Linked DNA regions of Mus musculus: region 1 is linked to region 2. A link is a contact called in public Hi-C data. All regions are on one chromosome and are shown on one strand. Each heading gives the region's core, a stretch centred on a gene start, on an enhancer-like site or on the middle of the called end of the contact. The rest is flanking DNA. Distances are from core to core; before and after follow the strand shown. Region 1 overlaps Arhgap15 (Rho GTPase activating protein 15). Region 2 holds the start of Arhgap15os (Rho GTPase activating protein 15, opposite strand).

Region 1 (2,874 bases), core at 182-2,681, 240 kb before region 2:
CAAGCCATGTACACACAACACCACTGAGCAGAAGCAAAGCTGTTGGTATATTGCCAAGTTGGAAAAAAAAATAGGCAGCTGCTTTCTTGTTCACAAGCACACAATTCACCACAATCCAGCCTTGATTTCTCTTCTCTTTGGAAAACATACCTATTAAGGTTCCTTTTATTTGTAAAATTAAAAATGAGGTAGTTATTCAACTAATGTACATACTTAAACCTCAATTTGCCTCAGTTTTCTGAACACTATAGATGCCCAATTAGTATTCGCTGATCAAATTAGCCAGGTAATTTATTGACTTCGTTGTTTGATCTCGCACACAAGTCGTGAACAGAGAAATGCTTTAGTAACCAGTAGCCAGCTCTTATGCACATTAAGCAGAGATACCAGGATCTGAAAGCCAAATCTTCCAATGGAGAAGTTGTTGAATGAGTGATAAATATTTGATTAAATGTTGGTCAAAATTGATGTTTATTTTTCATGGGGCATAAGTTTGCTGGGCTAGGGCCCCACTATAGTTGAAATGCTTAAGGGAGCCCCCTGTTGGTTAACCATAGAAATACCGGTCTTCAATGGCCATGTGGCTAAAAGTGATTTGAAACAGAAGCAACACAAGACTCCACATTTGATTAACATAAGTTCCTAAGAACTTTTCCGTTTTTCAAAAAAACCTTAAAGTTTTTTTTTTTGTGTTAAAGTGTATAAAAAGACAATACCAATTTCTAACAAGTAGCTATAAATGTAAGCAATTCAGATATGTTCTAAGCAGAAGTGAACCACGTGGTAAGTTGGTACATATGACAATAGGAGGTTTTAAAACCAGCAAAGGGATCACTGCCGTGACATTTTGCAAAGGCTCTTCTCCTAAAGCCAATTTTTGGCTGAATTAAGAAAGAAAATAAAAATTATGGGTTTTTTTTTTTTTTTTTTTTTTTTTTAGATACTCCAGCCACAGCCCTCTTCCCTGCTAGATATATTCCAGGACTTCAGAAAGAAAAAAAAATGGTAAAGGGATGCAAATGTTTTCCCTTTCCAGCAACATATTTTTCAGAAAAAGTAAACACAGGTTCCTTAGGGAGATTCAACGTGAAGGCTGTTTATTCCATCATTTGAATAGGACGAGACCTGGCCTTTGACTTGAACCACTACCAAATTTCAGACTGTGAGGAAATTGTTCTACATTTCCTGACAAATTGAGTTAAGCAGACATTAAGTGGGCTTTAAGAAAACAAATGGCCATCTTTATCACAGGTGGACACTGATGGCTTAATGGGGCCTGGGCTGATTGTATCACTTCTAATGGCTTGCCGGGAAGCATTAGGGTTTTTGCATAAAGAACTGGCATTGCGAAGCCAGCTAACACAGACCTGTCAAGCGCTCTGTATCCCTTTGTGCACGGAAGCAGATGTTTGTATGTATACTATGAACTGGCATTAGAGCAAGCGACAGATGCCTGTCTGAATGCCAGGTCTGTGAATCTTTACAGCAGGAGCATGTTCTGAGGAGGTGCAGCCCTGCCCTCCGTCATAGGTAATTCCCAGCGGGACTTGCTAAATCCCGGCTCCATTTTCATTATTTGGCTTTCTGAGCAACTGGATGAATGTGTCTATCCTGAAAATGCAAGATGAGAGCCCTACCGAATTCTTGCAGATTTGCAAATAGCTCAGCTGTGTTTTGAACTTGGACTTTGCAGGCAGAGCTTTTGCACTGCAATCGCAACCGACTTACTCAGAGGAGCCGGTGGCATTACAGCTCTCTAATTAAAACTTACTTCAGTGTTTCTCTGCCAGGCTCCCCCCCCCCCCCCTGTATCTCGCTAGATGCCCACCCCAGCTCTCAAGGAAATGCGATTTGAGTTCAGAGGTTTTTCTATTCTGTAACGTTCAAAACTTACACTCTGGTTGTCTGTCAACAATAGAAACAGGTAGCATGCCGTCCGTTAAACAAACACAGTGCCCCCCTCACTTTTATTTGACATTTTATTTGGCTGTGACAAATGAGCAGCAGTTGGATTATAACATAATTTGTCTTGTCTTTATTACCAGCACAAAGGACACCATTCATTAATTATTCTGCCGTTGCAGCTTAACACTGACTGGAAAGGTCCCTCTTCGGACAGATGGCGGGGCCGATGTTATTTATATCAATCAGCCAAAATCCTCAACAAGGATTACTGTTCCTGAGACTACAATGATTTATTTCTTTTTACCTCACCCTCCCTCAACCCCTTCTGCTTTCAGAAATTTCTCTATAAAAACGAAATTTGATGGGAATCTTAAAGCAAAGCCATATTTAACCTGTTAGCTTGCAAAACAACATGCATGCTACATCAGTTTAACTGCGTGACATTAGCTGCATATTTTTAAAACTGCTTGAGGTTTTTGATCTTTCATTCCACAGTAAAAGATTAAGGGAAGGTCTCAGGGCAGCAAGTTCAGAAGTTTGCCTCTTGTGTGACACTGTATTGCAGTGGCCCATGGGACCCTACAGCCCTAATAAGGATATTGAGCTGTCAAGACTTTTTTTTTTTTTTTTTTTTTTTTTTTTTTGTCTCTGTTGAGATGAGATGATGCATTCCATCTCTGCCCATCCAGACCGTGCAGACTTTCTAAAAGATCAGCTGAGGTTTTCGGGCAATAAAAAATAATAACTAAAACAAGCAAAAAGGCAGGAAAACTGTTATCATGTTTGAACTGGGATCAAGCAGAAGAAAGGGAAGGGTACCCTTTGATTTCTCTTCAGTGGACACCTTTGTTTAGCATCCAGAGGTGGTAGCTGGGAAGGGAGAGAGTGGTTTACTTTGCTTATTTGGGCTTGATAATGGTTCTGCCTAATAGGTCACCCATTAATAAAAGGCCAGACTGAATGCCGAGG
Region 2 (2,717 bases), core at 55-2,554:
TTCAGTGCTGCATCTGTCAGCCTCAGTTTCTCAAACATGCTTTTGCGAATCCTCCCCCCCACCCCCCACACACACACACTGCTTCAGGGTTTAAAAGCATGTTAAGTTTTCTTCCACAACGGCAATTAAATATCAGATTTCAGATCTGATAATCACTGCATCACAAACTCTTGTGCATTTACAACAAAATATTTACATAATTAACATTAAGTATTGACTCATAACTGAATCCTAACTCTGTAAGGCTGTGTTAGATATGTTACCTTATACCTCATCCCAGGTGCAACAAAAGACAGAAACTCAAGAAGTAAAGGAAACTACTATTGAATTTAAATTAACTCCAAATAATAGCCCTTAAAAAGGCACAGATGAGTCTTCACCAACACCCCATGGACTTTGTGGCCATAGGCAGTTACAACCTTCTTAAACAGCAGCATTAAGCAGATGATTTGCTGAATCAGTCTCTGGTAGCTGGAGAAAACTATGGCAGAGGCCCCTTAACAGTTAGTTCCCTCTTTTCAAAAGGATCTCAATTCAACATCTCCTGTAGCCTCTAGAACGGTGGGTCTTAATCATTCATCTTTGAAAGAGATGTTGCCACGCATACACTACCACATCTTTTCTAATGACGCATATGTGTTATAAACAAATATATTCATTTACCGTACATTTTTATTTACACCTCATGTACTGGTGTTTCTGTAACTTACTGACTTGTCCTTAAGTTTCAAAAACTAGGATATAAATATATTTCCATGTAGAAAAAATGGTTAAAAATAGCTGGGTGGGAGGTTTAAGGAAGTTGCTATAATTTTAAAGACAGAATTAGCTGATATGAAATATATCTACATGTCCTTTCAGAAGTCTAGTGCTTAGTTTTCCTGTGTGGATTACATGTGGCATGTTGTAATCATCCCCTTTTGTTGAGGAAGAAGCAGGCTGGCTAAAGAAATAAGTTTCGAAGAGCATAATGTAAGTGATATAAGTTATTGTTATTCCTAATCAATTGCGTTGGAAGCAGAACTCACCGTAACTTCGATAACCACTTCATTCAGGTCTCAGGTTTCCTGTCCACTCTGGAATGTATATTTCTAAATTTCCCTGGTTTTCTGGAAGTGTGGACTGGTGCAAAAGCTGTTGGTTTAGTTGGGCCAACTCTGATGGTCACTCTTGTCTTTTAATGTATGAAAATCAAATGGTCAGCATGCCAGATGCTTGACATTTCCCACTCTCAAAATCAATCACCAATCTGAACTCTGTGGCGATTACTCAGAGATTCAGAGGTTTGCTGTAAGCAGAGACCATGACCTTGGAACAATTATTTTCTCAAAAGATATTACCAACAATGATGTGAGCCGAATGCCCAGACTGCCCTCCAGCGCATGAATCCCTAGGTAAGAAATGGCTACGAATCTTCCAAAGTAGCCTGGCTTTGGCTTAAATCTCATTTTAATACATTTATATTTCATAAGCTCTGCATTTAGACAGAGGTAAAAGGAGCAGTCAAAGAAAACACTTACTGAAGGACTTCCTGTGTTCTGGTTTCTGTTCTTTTCTATCGATGTGGCAGTGACTCGGCAGTTCAGAACTTGAGGATCTCTGCAAATTGAACAACTCCAGGGACCCACAACTTGGATTCTTTGGCTAGAAATAATAGAGAGTACCTTTTACTAGGAAGAAAGAATACGCGAGTTTTGTGTCTTATCTTGATGCTAAATTTAACCGGTCTTTTGAGTAAGTTAATTTTTGTGTGTGTGTGTGGCTGGGTAACGGCCTGTATTCTAAGCACAGTGTTTATACTGATTCATGCATCCAAATAGTGCTTACTAAATGCTATGAATTATTCAAAGAACTGTACATATATCAACTCAGTTAATCCTCTCAGGAATTCAGCAGGGCCCACACATAGACAACATTACTAGTTCTGAGAAAACAGACAAGGAAAAGATATAGAAGAAGAAAAAACATCTTTCCCAAACTATGCATCGAGTAAATACGAACAGTGTTTAAAGTTTTTCTGGCCTTATATTGTATACTTAAAGATAATAATCCATGTTTTGTTGTCTATATATTGGGGATTCTGTTGATAGTATGGAAAGACAATTTTAATTTGTACAGTTTGATCTTTTAAGAGATATAATGAAAGGTTTTAAATACATTATCCTGTTTTAGAGCATACTAAGAGTTCTCAAGAATATTTTTCCATTATATATTTACATAAGTGAAATAAAATTAAGTCAATAAAAAAGTTTTAAATAATTTAAGCCTTAAAAAACATGTAATCTGAATGCATACTTTGAGCTATTTTTCTAACGTTCTAGGTATTTAATTTTTTTTTTGAGAAGATCATTCTAGCTTAGTTGGAAAATAATAACATTACATGTGAATGATTTTTCCTTGTGGTATTATAACAGTAACTATGGTCATAGATACAAAGATACTTAATTTCCAGAATAACATATGTCAGATACTACAACAAGCAGAAAATATAGTTTTCAAGCACCTGAGTGCTTTTTACAACCTCCAGAAAAAGGAGACCATGCTCTATTCCAGAATAAGAACAGTGCTCGTTTGAAAGATGAAATGATGTCTACCTCACAAATCTTGACGGAAGGAACATTCCTTATGCTTTCTATTAAGCTTAAAATAGCTAGTATCTCTCAGACATAGGATCCATTTACATGTGTGAACCTTATATGCCTGAACAGTAAGATTTA

The links. Hi-C and Micro-C count contacts between places; a contact is called where the count stands out from the background.
Region 1: a contact with region 2 is called in a Hi-C map of the N1E-115 cell line, with 7 times the contacts expected there. The contact joins the enhancer-like site here to the promoter of Arhgap15os in region 2. A contact is called at or near these places in 4 of 39 promoter capture datasets (frontonasal cranial neural crest, hippocampal neurons, liver and 1 more), 1 of 484 Hi-C or Micro-C datasets (the N1E-115 cell line), 2 of 115 datasets of contacts at active chromatin or transcription factors (embryonic stem cells and fibro-adipogenic progenitors) and 1 of 9 other capture datasets (adipose tissue).

What each region holds. Positions count from the first base shown.
Region 1 is chr2:44,304,013-44,306,886 of GRCm38.p6, reverse strand. The region is part of intron 12 of Arhgap15 (Rho GTPase activating protein 15); the gene reads right to left. Among named protein-coding and RNA genes, the nearest start is that of Gm52508, 23 kb to the left of the region's middle. Within about 2 kb of position 1,431, at least 27 of the 459 cell types and tissues checked have an H3K27ac peak or open chromatin away from gene starts, as enhancers often do. A contact at or near this core is called in the N1E-115 cell line, where this site is marked.
Region 2 is chr2:44,063,911-44,066,627 of GRCm38.p6, reverse strand. It overlaps Arhgap15os (Rho GTPase activating protein 15, opposite strand), which reads left to right and starts at 1,304. Exons shown (of 3, transcript NR_040622.1): 1 at 1,304-1,394. Arhgap15 (Rho GTPase activating protein 15) reads right to left here. Exons shown (of 14, transcript NM_153820.3): 8 at 1,521-1,644.